Regions from separate parts of the Mus musculus genome. Here region 2 is linked to region 1. Evidence: chromatin contacts called from public Hi-C data. All regions are on one chromosome and are shown on one strand. The core of a region is the stretch at or near the end of the contact, and the rest is flanking DNA. Distances in the headings are between cores, read along the strand shown.

Region 1 (7,000 bases), core at 1,043-3,542:
GTCAACTGGTTCCTAAGCACCAGTGCTCTACTTAATAATATTTATAATGTCCTGTAGGCACATCACACATCCATTTCACATCCGAGGAATCTGAGATCTCAGGAACTCAAGTAATGTGCACAGCTTCACAGGCCAGGGAGGTCTGGGGTAACTGTTCCAGCCTGATTATGTCTGTAAAAGAGTATGGCACTCTTTCTGGGATTAATTTTAAAGCCTTTAATCTAAGCATGGCTTTGTGGAGGATTGTGAAAGAATGTGATTTCTTGGAAGGTTTGGCTGAGATCAATCCAAATGTGGAGATTTCCATTGATCTGCGCATTGCAAATAGGCATGGGCTGCAAAAATATTTTACTCTTAGCCTGTAGCCTAACGAGTAAAATTTTGGAGAGATGCTGATAGACAAATGCTCCTGGAGGAAGAAGTTCTCTCTAAAGGAAGGTTAGGAAACTGCATTACTTGTTCTTTTGGCTAGTCCCAATGATAAACACCCATGTACACAGAGTGAATCCTAGTGACAGGGTACAGAGCACCCATGTGCTCTGCAAGTAGACCGCCTGACTGCGTAACCTGGCTATGTCACTTGCCTTTAACATCAAGTCTGTTAAATAATTTGTCTGAGCCTCAATCTAATAACAGTATGATATATAGTAGTATAGTATAATGATAGTATTAGCCTCATACGGGTATTCTAAGAATAACATGAATTTAAACTTAGAACATGTGCTTAGAAATGTGCTTGGTAATCTAACACTTAACAATGATTACTGTTACACTGAAGAGCACCCAGATGGTAAGATGGCCTGCTCTCTGTTGTCTTACTCAGCTCATTTGATTGACTGTTGGAGACGCATGTTTGTGACTCCCTATGCTCCTCAAGTGCAGTAGAGGTAATGTTGATATTGAAACATCACAGGTTAACTTGTCTAGTTAAAATGGCTACCCAAGATTTTGGATCCATTATGGTGTTCTGTGAGTGTCACTTAAAACAATCTGTTTGTAGCCAACTGTATTTTATCTTTCCCCTATATTTAATCCATAGTAAATTGGAGCATCAAGCTGTATGCACTTTCTTAAGCTGAGAAGTACCACTATTATTCCAGAAAACATGGTCTTAAAAATAAACCAGGTGTGTCTACTTCTCTGTGTCAGCCAGGGAACTCCTGATTGTTTGGACAGGTAAGTGACTTCCCTTTTATCTCCAGATTCCATTCCCTGACAGTACATGCTGCTGCCTTTTACTTTAGTGTTTCAAGCTAGACCAACTCAATTTGATTCTCCTAAATTACAACTCGAGTGGGAATTTACTAATATTTGGCTTACAAAACGTTAATCTCCTAGGATGCACAAATGATTTCTCAGTTTTCATGGAGACTTCCATCCGTACCTTGCACTAGTACAGAAATGTGTTTCATGGGGCTGCTTGATGGCTTGCTTTATTTATAGTGAACCAACACTGGCTCTTCAGGCAGAGAGTTGAGGTTTCTTATAGGACAGAAAATGCCCTGATCTATTTCCCACTTTAGAGCCATTGTATTTTGGCTCTTAGTTATCTTTTAGGTGCGAGAAAAATGATATTGCAAAAATACATGTGCTGTGCTGGTTGCTTAGTCTGTGAAAGCAATCTAATAAATAGACACTTCAGGGTTGATATTTAACACACTCAAAACACACACTTTTCCATAATGTTTTCTTTCCTTGCTAGACTCAAAAGAAAGTAGCTTAGGATATTATTTTTGGTTAGCAGGCTAATAGCAGAAGAAATAGCAAGAATTTATCCTGATTTTTTTTTATAATGTAGTAGCACACAGAAGTTAATTGAATAGGTGGTGTCTAAAGTATTAGAGGATACACAGAACTCAGAAGGCTGTGGGAGATGTGAAACTATGTCTTAATCACATTTCTGTTGTCGGGTCCTAGAGATCAGGACAGACAGTGAAACACAGCTCTCCCCAACAGCTAGCTGGAGGTTAGGTTTGCAGCACATGGGCTCCACTTGTGAACCCACGGATGACTCCACTTCCCACAAGTTGTGGAAGCATACCCACTCAAGAAGTATACCATGAAATTTATCCCCGCTCAGTCTAAGACACTGTTTAGCTTTCCGGTTGGTTTCATTCCCAAACGACGACAATTCTCTGCATTAGGCTCAGAGATAGTTAAGAGCACAAGTTGTTTTCATGCAATCTACCAGACACTACAACCCAGAATTGAAACAGAAAATACAAACAAAAAGCATGGGCCATACCTGAGCAATTTCTGAGGTTCCCCACCCGGAAAAGGTTCCTTGATTATGGCGAATTCAGCATGCCACTTTGGTTATATTCTAATCATCGTATCAAACTCCAAAGGTTCAGTGGCTGTAGGTTTGGTTTACAATTCCCGGGAGTTAAAGTTTAACTCACCCTGTCTCTTGCATCCACGCAGCCCTTTGACCAGGTAATTGGGTCACTATGGCCTGAACAGAAGCTCCAAAACTGTCTTCCTGCCTTGTTTACAAAATGGAAATGTATTTCGTATTACAACCACCGGGGTCAATAAGATTTTGAATCTAGATTATGAACATAAATGTTAAAGTTAAATTCATTCCATTTTAGATAACTAAGCTTCGCTTTACATTGTCACCCTGTTTATTTGCTATGTCGAAGTGATATACTAGGGAAGGTAATCTGGGAGACCCTGTTGTTGTGCCACACAGTCTTCTATTGCGATTGTGCATGGAGTAAACTGTAGAGTTTTAGGTCAAGTATGTAGATAAACGCTGGTTTTCCAACAGAAAATACAAAAAGCATTTATATAACCAAGTAGCTGAATTCAGGCCAGATCAGGTTGGGAAAACATTTCACTTCGTAGGATTTGCTTGTTCAGATTTGAAGAGGGAGCTTGCTCTTATGTAAGAGCCAGTGCTGTTGTTCATTGCTTGAAATCTCAGCAGTTGCTGTGCTTCTTAAAGAATAGATGACTTGTATTTTATAAAAATGTAAACTCTATCATTAAATTATGCAGCATGAGCACCAGTCTAAATAATAAACCTAAAAGGATTTTAAAAATCTGTTTATAAGATAAAAAGAACAAACCCCCTTACTTTTGAGTGATTTTTCTTTTTCTTTTCCTTTTCCTATTTTATTTTTTACATTCAAGGCTTGCAAAACACAGGCTGTAAAACTGGAATTAAGGAATACATTTCATTGGCTTCAGGTCAAGTAAGAAGAGCTTAATTTCCCAGAAGCCAACTTTGGTCACTTTTATCTGTAGCAAAATGTGAATGATCAAGGGATGCCACCATTGATGAGTTTTTTTTTTTTTTTGATTAGAGAGGAGATTAAAGATCTATTTATTGCAGTTGTCATTCTGCCTACAGCTTTACTCTTCATTGATTTACATTTCTTTCCAGTGAGTACACACCTGTCCTAACAAAAGCACCTCTAGAATTATTGATTTGCCCTGGAATTGTGCTTATGGAGAGTCAGCTAGGGCTACCAGTCACTGTTTCTCACATACGGACATTCAAAACTAAATGTCTCTACTTATTTCTTCTAGGGAATGGAACTGTTCACCAGAAACCTTGTTAGTTTTCCTAAGAGAAGCTCAACCAAGGCTTGTCTGGCTTCCCAGTGAGTGAGGAATTATTTGAGTCTGATCCTACAAAGAATTGTTGATATTGAGAGGCTGAAGGTCCTGGCAGCAGAGGGTCCTGATTGTGTGGTAGGTGGCTGGACTGTGGTAAGTGATATATATATATATGAAAGCAGGACCCTTTAGGTAGTTGGTGGAGACAGAAAAACATAACACACACACACGCACACACGCACACACACACAGGGAGAGAGAGAGAGAGAGAGAGAGAGAGAGAGAGAGAGAGAGAGAGAGAGAGAGAGGAGATAGATGATAGAAAGACAGACAGACAGGAAGAAAGAAAGAAAGAGAGAAAGGTAGATAGGTAGATAGAATTCTTCCTTCCTTCCTTCCTTCCTTCCTTCCTTCCTTCCTTCCTTCCTTCCTTCCTTCTTTCTTTCTTTCTTTCTTTCTTTCTTTCTTTCATATTTATTTTATTTATATGAGTACACTGTAGATGTCTTCAGACACACCAGACGAGGGCATCAGATCCTATTACAGATGGTTGTGAGCCACCATGAGGTTGCTGAGAATTGAACTCAGGACCTCTGGAAGAGCAGCCAGTGCTCTTAACTGCTGAGCCCTCTCTCCAGCCTGATAGGAATATTTCTTAACAACCTCCCTTTCGGTTCAAACTATCCCAAGTTTAAAGTGCTTCCTTTGGCTAACTCACGGAGTGGCACAGCTGAGCAGGGTAGGGAACGGTTTACTTCCTGACTGTCCACTGACTGCCTCTACCCAGCATCTCTGCCCAAGACACAGCACTAGAAAAAGATCCAAATTTAAAATTCAAAGTATGATCTTTCCTGGAATGCATGTCACTTTTACAGCAGCCAGGAGTTAGAGTTATCCAAGTGGAGCCAGTGTGAGTAATGGATGAGCAGGTTTAACCAGCACCCCACTTCAGGTTGTTCTAACTGCGCACCCCACTTCAGGTTGTTCTAACTGCGCACCCCACTTCAGGTTGTTCTAACTGCGCACCCCACTTCAGGTTGTTCTAACTGCGCACCCCACTTCAGGTTGTTCTAACTGCGAACCCACTTCAGGTTGTTCTAACTGCGCACCCCACTTCAGGTTGTTCTAACTGCGCACCCCGCATCAGGTTGTTCTAACTGTGCACCCCACTTCAGGTTGTTCTAACTGTGCACTCCACTTCAGGTTGTTCTAACTGTGCACCCCACTTCAGGTTGTTCTAACTGCGCACTGGGCGGCTTCAATGGAGGCTGGACTTCCAAAATCAGGTGCTGACAGGATCTCTTTTTTTCTGATTATGTCCATGCATGAATTTTCTTGGTATATGGCCATGGAGAGAGACATTTTAAAATATATTTTTATTTTATTTATGTATGTGTGTGGGCATATGCATGCCACAGCATGAGTGTATAGAACAGAGGCTAATTTTCAGAAGTCGATTCTCTCTTTCTACCATGTGGGTCCTAGGGATCTAACACAGGCAATCAGGTGCCAAAGCAGATCAGGTGTGTTGGCAGGTGTCTTTACTACATCTTGGTGGCCAGAGACCTTTTCCTAAGAAGGGCATTTATACTCTCCAAGGTCATATGCTCATGTCCTACTATAACTTTAATTTTTTTCAAAACCTATTTTTAGTGATGGTTCTTAAATGCCTTAACCTCCCTCCTAGCCCATCACCCACCAGAAGTAGTGGGAAAGAAAGGGGGAAGGAGTGGACTTATTTAGAAAGCTTCTTTGGAGCAACTCTCATCTGTGTTGTCTGGAAATTAGCAGTTCAGTTCACAGGTTAGCAGCGGCAGGTTAAGTCACTTGAAAACATTTCATGGATGGACCAGCACGCAGTCCAGTTCAGTAGACTCAGGTTAGCAACAGCAGGGTCACGACCTAGCAGAGATTTAGCCTCTGCTTGAGTCAGCAAGAGGGACCAGGAGGAATGCCAGAAGAAGTTCTCAGCTGTGTCTCTCTCAGGGAAGCAAAGATGATGGAAGACACAAGACCCGTAAGCTAGCTCTATAAGCAAGCCTAGCTCAGCCTCCATTGAGTTCTATTTATACCTCTCAAACATCATGTGTCCTTCACATGTCTTGTCCTGGCATGTGTCTTGCCTCAGCTGACATTACTCTGCCAACCAGCCCATGTCCACAGAAGCAACAAAAAAGCTACCTATTACCACCATGAGGTTTTTTTTTTTTTTTTTTTTGATGCGTTTCTTTCTATGAAATACTGAAAAACACAATTCAACTATGAAATGTAAGGTGGCTCAATACATGGGTGTTGTTAACAAAGAATCCTTCACCACATGTCCTTTCCTGTGCTTGCTTTAGCAGAACATCCTTTCACCTATGTCTGCTTCAGCTAAATGTTCCTTCATGTGTTTGCTCCATCAAACACCATTCAACTGGCTTTCCAAAGAACACTTAAGTTTCCACTTCAACCCGCTTTAACCCAGTTACCTTCAAAAGAACCTATTTCCGAGTGTCACTGAATTGATACTTAGTATTTTAACACAAAATTTAGGGAGAAAGCAAACATTCCATTTCCAACAGTTTCACATTAAAAAAAAAAGCCGTTGTCCTAGATAAAGCCATGGCAGAGCATGTTCATGTTAAACCATAACTCACATTTAATTCATGAGGGTCAGTGGCAATACTGAATTCATTTTATTCACAAGGGCCAGCAGCAATATTGAATTGGGTACCATTGTTAGGTTATTTATCTTTATTTTCCAAACCATTTTATTTTATCAGTAGGGATTTATTGACCAGAATTAGAGCAACACACAGCCAAGCAGCCTCTTTTAGGAGGGGCTATTCTTTCATGGTGGACCAGTTCTGAAACAAAGAATCCACCAGATTAAAGTGGGCTCAACACATGACCTTCATTCCCTCTGTCTAACCATGGAAGTTCACTATCACCGAAATGACCACATTTGCTTTTATTTTGTAAAAACAGCCCCAGTTTAAATAGTGCCTGGAAAGATACCAATTTCCCACTAGTTTACCCTACAAATTCCTGGAGAGCTACTTTTTCTTAGGAGCTTCCATGATATAGTAACTGTTTAAAGTGAGTGGTGTTGGGCTGGCGATATGGCTCAAACAGTGAGGGACCTGTTGCACAATCATGAGGACCTGGGTTTCGATCCCCAGAACCTTTGTAGAAATTTGGACACGTGACTGCAATCCTAATGGTTGGGAAGAGGAGGAAGGTAGATTTCAGAGTTCACTGACCAGCTTTTTTTAGCTTCGTTTAGTGAGAGACCTTGTCTCAAAAAAATAAGGTAGAGAGTTGTAAAGAAAGACACTTTGATGTTGATTTCTGACCTCCACACATGGTTGCATACACATGTATGCATACCCAAATGTGTGCTCATAAGAGAGAGAGAAAGAGAGAGAGACAGAGAGAGACAGAGAAAGAG
Region 2 (7,442 bases), core at 1,059-3,558, 37 kb before region 1:
GGGACTTTAGGTAAATGACAGTCTCTCAGCACCTTAGTTTCCTCATGTGCAAAGTAGTGGCAGCAGTGGCCTTTGTCAAGAGGGTAACCTACATCAAATAGGCAAGGCTTGGCTCTTGGCCAATGCTCAGCTGTTACTAATTCCTCTTTTCCCTTCTTTCCTAGGGCAAGCCAGGCAATGGAGAGACCCTCTAAATATAAAAACATGAAGATCAACACTGGGAGATGTGAACTGGCTAATTTTGGGGATAGCTGCTGAGGGATTTAAGTATGTTTCTGAAGGATAGTAGGATATGTTTCCTAATGTTGTCGCTTTATGTGAGGAACCACAACTTTCTCAGTCCAAATAGAGCTGACTTCTATTTTTCTCTCTTGACCTAATAGAGGGTCTTTTGGGAGAAGAATGATACTGGCTTTTTCCTCCAATGATCTGTTTTCCTAGGGGTTTAAAGACCAAAGTTTGGGCACAATCCAGTGCTACTTGATGCTGCAGTTCATTTGCTGGGGGAAGATAAGCCACATTGCACATCAGCACAGTCAGAACACTAGACCATCACGTTTTATCATGACTATTAAAGGGGCTAAATGTTGGCATTCACCACAAAACTCACCATCAATCCATTAGGCAGTTTTGTGCCAGGATGCATGGTGTTGAATAACAAATATAATATACAAAATAGAAAGAAAAACACCCCAATGTATCACCCTACCCGTCCTCAACAGTAATTACTGGTAGAAACTTCAGTCTGCCTTTCCAAATGTTTTCTATGTACACTCTTAAGACGTATGTTTTAGTTTAAAGATATTGTTTTGTGGGGTGACTGTTTATTGTTTAGAATAAAAGTGAATCAGCTTGTAATACCACTTTTACTCTCAGTGTATGCTAACTTTAGACATTATTTGTTCAGAGTCTGCCCTAATGTTCTCTGGATTGCAGTATTTCAAAAGGTGTCTGAAATCAGGTTCACCTTTGTATTCTTGGTATTGTATTTGATGTTGCTTTAACTGATAAGACAAAAGGATGCCTGGGTTACATTTCTGCTTCAAGCGATTGGGCAGGCTTCATCTTACTAAAATCTTCAAAGCTTCACCTATAGAGTACTTGTAATTCCTTACCCTATAGTCTTACCATAGTAGCCAAATCTTGATATCACTAAAAAACCAGAGAAATGATGATTTTTTATGTTTTTAGTAAAACAACAACAAAAAGTATACCCCTGCCAAGAATGTGGCATCTATAGCCCATCCAAGAGTTCTCTAAACATATCAATTTGACATTTGTGAAGATTGCCAAAGTTTTATTTTTTGGTTTTCCAGCTAATACCCAGACATCAGCTCCTGCATGCATAGTATCCTGGCCCTAGAGCAGTAGTTGATCCAGGAGCCATAATAGTGACATTTTATAGAAGATAAAAGGTCAGAGAGGAATTTGCTGAGGTCATAAGGCAGTTATATAGAGAAGGCAGAGTTTGAACATAGGAAGTCAGCCTGAGTTTATCAGCTTAATTCTTAGCTATATTACATAATTACATAATATATGTAAAGTATGTATCAAAATATGTAATTATATATTACATAATCATTACATATTATGACCTTAAGGTTGGAAAGTCTAGGGACTTTCAACCAACATAGACATTAAACTCAGCATTTGAAAATGTCCTGTCACTAAGCAGAAAGTGTCCTGCTTCACTCAACACTTTCTAATTTCCAGTCATTCAATTACACAAAATTCTGGGGAGAACATATCTTACTCTGACTGTACACAGAGGGGCAAATTATTGACGCTGTTCACCATTCCCTCCCTGGGCCAAATATCACTATGTGGGTGAGGTGATAGCTGTCTACGCTGTATTGTTTCTCGTGCATTTCAGATATTTATAATACCCAGCTAATTATTAGAATACAAGCATCAATTTGGCCAGTATTTTTACCCCTCAGAACGGGAAATCGAATTCATATTCCCTAATGGCAAAGTGGCATCTGGAGTCTTTGATTTCACAAGATTCCTTTGGCTTGAAAATAAGTAAGCAGTAAGCAGTTTGCCCTTTTGAAATCTCATTTCTATTGTCTTGAGTGCTGTAGTACTAAAAATATGGATGTGTTCGGCACGGTTTGAGAGCCCCACTTGTTCATGTGGTTCAGAAGCTTATTAATTGTGTTTTTGTGGTTTCTATAAACACATGAAGAAAATGCCCAATAATAGTCTTGGGGATTGCAGAGTCCGACCGGTTTAGAGATGCCCTGAAGTTCATGCAATGGGGAGCATTTGCCCTGGGAACCACCCATCAGGCTTGGAATGCACCAGCGGGAGAAGTTCAGAGCAATTTGAAGCAGGCCTGGGGCATTAGTCACGGGGTCAGAATAGCTGTCCATTACTCTGAGAGGACAGTGGGCTGATATTTCAGGCCCTATTTTTGTAGTTGAGGAGTTTAAAATAGGGAAAGGCAGACTAGAACCGTGCTTTTCCCCTCTGGCTCATGTCCTCTGGGCCTTATTCTCCTCAGCAACCCAAACATATTAATAGTTTAGGGAAATAGACTAGAGATTTTTTCTTAGAATCTTCTTAAAAGTGAGAGGATGTTTATTCAATGCTGGGAACTTTTACCTTTCTTTCTAATCAGGTCTGTAAAATCGTTTTCGTTTCTTCACCCACATACATAGGTAGAAAACTTTTAACTGTCTAATTAAAAATAAATGACTCGATTCTAGCTACAAGCCCTGTTCCTTTTTTTATTTATCGCATGCTGAGGCTGCCTAGTAACTCAGTTTATGTCAAGAGTGTTTGGAATTTCCTCCTCCTCAGATGTTTCAAGTTTTTCTTGATGAAATTATGGCTACCATCTTCTTGACCCTGCATACAACCAGATAACTTTGTTTAATAGGTCATGCTGGGCAGTAAGTCTTAGAATTAATGCTAAAAGTTTACGTTGTCCACCATGCATTGGAACTTTATGTATATTTGGGAAAAATACCTTCCTGAGGTTTTTAAACATGTCAGCCATTTGCTTTTCTAGCTTCCTTCGCAACTAGGACAGCCATGGTTTTATTAGTGATAAAATTGAGCTCTGGCACAAAATTTTAATACACACTTCAGTGTTGTGCACTTGAGGATGGTGGGTTAATTTTCTCATAATTATAAATCTGTGACATGCCTTTGAGTTTCATACAGAAGAGTTTCCCCTTAGCCTGGTTTTCAAAATTTAAACTTCCAGCAGCAGTTTTGGGTGGGTCCTTTTTTTTTTTTTTCCATTTTTTATTAGGTATTTAGCTCATTTACATTTCCAATGTTATACCAAAAGTCCCCCTTACCCACCCACCCCCACTCCCCTACCCACCCACTCCCCCCCTTTGGCCCTGGCGTTCCCCTGTACCGGGGCACACAAAGTCTGCGTGTCCAATGGGCCTCTCTTTCCAGTGATGGCCGACTAGGCCATCTTTTGATACATATGCAGCTAGAGTCAAGAGCTCAGGGGTACTGGTTAGTTCATAATGTTGTTCCACCTATAGGGTTGAAGATCCCTTTAGCTCCTTGGGTACTTTCTCTAGCTCCTCCATTGGGAGCCCTGTGATCCATCCATTAGCTGACTGTGAGCATCCACTTCTGTGTTTGCTAGGCCCCGGCATAGTCTCACAAGAGACAGCTACATCTGGGTCCTTTGGATAAAATCTTGCTAGTGTATGCAATGGTGTCAGCGTTTGGATGCTGATTATGGGGTGGATCCCTGGATATGGCAGTCTCTACATGGTCCATCCTTTCATCTCAGCTCCAAACTTTGTTTCTGTAACTCCTTCCATGGGTGTTTTGTTCCCACTTCTAAGGAGGGGCATAGTGTCCACACTTCAGTCTTCATTTTTCTTGAGTTTCATGTGTTTAGGAAATTGTATCTTATATCGTGGGTATCCTAGGTTTTGGGCTAGTATCCACTTATCAGTGAGTACATATTGTGTGAGTTCCTTTGTGATTGTGTTACCTCACTCAGGATGATGCTCTCCAGGTCCATCTGGGTGGGTCCTTTTGAAATACAAATACCTGTATATACGAGCAACACTAAATTGACTCACTATGTTCTATGTCTCTTTCTATCATCTATCTATCTATCTATCTATCTATCTATCTATCTATCTATCTATCTATCTACCTATCATCTATCAATCTACCCACCTCTCATCTATCTCTCATCTGTCTGTCTGTCTATCTATCTATCTATCTATCTATCTATCTATCTATCTATCTACTATCCTTATTAGTTATTTTTTATAATCTATGCAAGGTATAAGATATAGTTACATAAAATATCATTTGCCTAAAGACTTTTGAAGATCAATTGCTTTGGTACATAGTCCCTCCTTCATTTTAAGTTATTAGTAGTATCATACAGAAGAAGACAGTTTAAAAAAACAAATGGACTATTTTAACAACATCTCTTGATACTTCTTTATCTCTGAGGAGCACGTGCTGCAAACTTCTCAGGGAATCAGTATCTCAATGTCTGAAGCCTTCAAAAGCAACTTTCTTTAAAAAACAACCCATACCTTATAACATTGTTCACCATCCACAAGGATACTAAATTCAAGCATAGATAAAATCAGAAGTCAGAAAGCATATTCTGAGCATGCATATTTGTTTCTCCATAAAAGAGAAGATCGAAAGTGCCAACTAGCTTCAGAGACCTGCTCGCATTTTGTAAAGCAGTTTGCATAATCATGGGCAGCGAATCATGTGTTTCACTGCTGAGTTCTGAGATCGCTGTGCTCTGCCCACGCGCACTCATGGTTTTGGACATGCATCGTTCCAACATCTAGGTGCCTCTGGAACTTTAGATATGAATGGTGAAGAACTTGGCCAATACATCCATGTGTTTCGGGCTTTTACAGTGTGCCCTTTAGCTAGTAGCCCCAGCTTGTTAAACTCCAAGCTGAGTTGTGGGGGGTTGTGTCAATAAACATCGAGTCCGGAACATTTTGGTATCAGTCAGTTTCTTAACACTCAACAAGCAAAAAAAAAAGGTATCCAAAAGTAAATGTGTGATGAATCCTAGATGTTTCTGGGGGCGCTCACCTATACTGCATCCTGAAACTTTGCTGCAGCCTTGGTTGTAACATACAACATGCAGGCATGCACACATGGCATTGCCTATTGGGCCACTCAGTGCTAGTGAGTGCTATCTAATACACTAGGGCTCGAATTCAAAACTATCCTATGTCACAAATCATAGTAGGTTTTACTTACATTAAAAAAAAAATTCTGGTTTGTCAAGAGACTGGAGGCCCCAGGGAGTTTAGAGGTCAGGTGGGGTGGGGGGGGGCATCCACGTGGAGATGGGGTGGGGTGGGGAGGAGGTGTGGGATGTGGAACAGTCGGAGGGTGGATGGGGAGGGGCGGGGAATGGAATATGGAGTGTAAAAAATGAATTAAAAATAAAATGAAATTAAAAAAAATTTGGTTTGACAGAGCATAATGATTTAGTTATGCGAATTGACTATTTTCTTACCCTTACCTCTCATTACGTAACCATTAAATTAGTATACCTTTGGGTTTTATTACGTTAGGATGTTTGATTTTTAAAAAAAAATTTGTTTGAATTACTGACTTGAGTTTCATAAAATAATCATTAGATGAATTTTGGCTTGCTTTTGGGACATAGTTTCCAACACTTTCTGAAATGTCCCAGCCTCTACTAATCTGTATCACGTGTGTATATGATGAGTTGTTCTCAGCATTGAGGATTACAAGATCAAAACATCAATCAGTTCTGAAAACCATTAGTGATGGTCTGTACCTTTCACTACCAAATGTGTAGCCAAGATTTAATTCTCCATGCGAAGCAAGGGCACCAGCTCAGAGTATTAAGTTTGCTTTCAATTTTGGTCAGTGATAAAGCCACGTATATATCAAAGGAAATTTTTTAAAGATAAATTTACTTTGACTTATTATTAGTCAATGTTTGATTCGTATGCCTATTTTATATACCCATATATATATATATGGATATATATATATATATGGATGCACAAAAACTTACTAGGCAAAAAGGGGGTTATGAATAGAAAAAATTTAAAAGATTCAAGTTAGGTATAACTTCTTTTTTTATTGGGGGGGTGTTTTTCGAGACAGGGTTTCTCTGTATAGCCCTGGCTGTCCTGGAACTCAATTTGTAGACTAGGCTGACCTCAAACTCAGAAATCCGCTTGCCTCTGCCTCTCGAGTGCTGGGATTAAAGGTGTGCGCCACCACACCCGGCTAGGTATAACTTCTAAAACTAACTAATAGAGTAGCAACTAAAGATCTAGCTAAATGGCATAGACTGCTCGTGTGTACATGGACATGGTAAGGAAGACTGGATTTGGATAATTGCTCTTCTGTCTGTCCCTATTTCTACACATGCCAAGGGCTGTCTCCTCTAATGCAGCTGGCTTTAGTTGGTATCTTTTATTCTTTTTATCATACTTTTGTGAAAGATGATTCTTTGAAAGCTGAGGGACTTAGCAAGACAGTGCTCATCTTTCTTGCTTTTACTCTATTAAAAAGTAGCCTTTACTAGGTAATTGTAGTAGTCTTCTGGGAGTGTCAGGATGTTTTTCAGAAGGAGTTTTGATACTGTATTGGAATAGGTAAAAATGTTTACAGGATGAATGTGTGCTAATCAATGGAAGCCTTACAAGTACTATTCTTACAGTTTGAAAAATCAGCAAATTTCCAGTTCATATACATAGCTATATAATGACTTTTATCTATCTATCTATCTATCTATCTATCTATCTATCTATCTATCTATGTATCTATGTATCTATGTATCTATGTATCTATCTATCTATCTATCTACCTACCTATCAATCTATCTATCTATGTGTGGTTTTTTTGTGTGTGTATGGATATAGTATACATCAAGATAGTTTTAAAGACATTTACAAAACAAGGAAATCATGATCACATTATTGGTTGAAACCTTTATCTTCTGAGAGCTCAAATCATTTGTCCTGCTCTTTCTGTTTGAATGATTACCAGGGATGAAGGATTAAGATATGACTTCAACTTTCCTTACCAGAAAGCCTGAATGAATTGAAAATGGAATAATTCTGAGTGGGGTTAACTTTACTTAATACTGTTACAACATTTCGTGTAAGACTGCCTCAGTAACCTGCCCACTCCTTTTAGGTCAACATTATAAAGATTCAAAGCTGAAGTCATCAATTTCTCCATTGATCTGTATTTGAAATGTTGTGGGGTTTTGTTGTTGTTGTTTATTTGTTCTGTTTTGTCTTTATCTCTGGCTAGGGTTCAGAGTCTAAAGATGAAGATTCACATATTTCTATTTGCTAACCAAAATCAACAAGTGGATAGCTCTTAGGAAACTCTTGAGATTGCCTGAAAACAGAGTCCAATGTTAAAGCCCCTGTCTGCCTCTGCACATTTTGATAATGAAGTTGACACTAATTTTT

Evidence for each region. Hi-C and Micro-C count contacts between places; a contact is called where the count stands out from the background.
Region 2: a Hi-C map of liver shows a contact between it and region 1, with 4 times the contacts expected there. A contact is called at or near these places in 6 of 39 promoter capture datasets (3T3-L1-derived adipocytes, the HPC-7 cell line, embryonic stem cells and 2 more), 11 of 484 Hi-C or Micro-C datasets (the HPC-5 cell line, bone marrow-derived macrophages and liver) and 6 of 130 datasets of targeted methods (CD8 T cells, embryonic stem cells, hepatocytes and 2 more).

The regions. Positions count from the first base shown.
Region 1 is chr19:31,864,105-31,871,104 of GRCm38.p6, reverse strand. It overlaps A1cf (APOBEC1 complementation factor), which reads right to left and starts at 2,292. Exons shown (of 12, transcript NM_001081074.2): 1 at 2,246-2,292.
Region 2 is chr19:31,900,732-31,908,173 of GRCm38.p6, reverse strand. The region is part of intron 2 of A1cf (APOBEC1 complementation factor); the gene reads right to left. Among named protein-coding and RNA genes, the nearest start is that of A1cf, 36 kb to the right of the region's middle.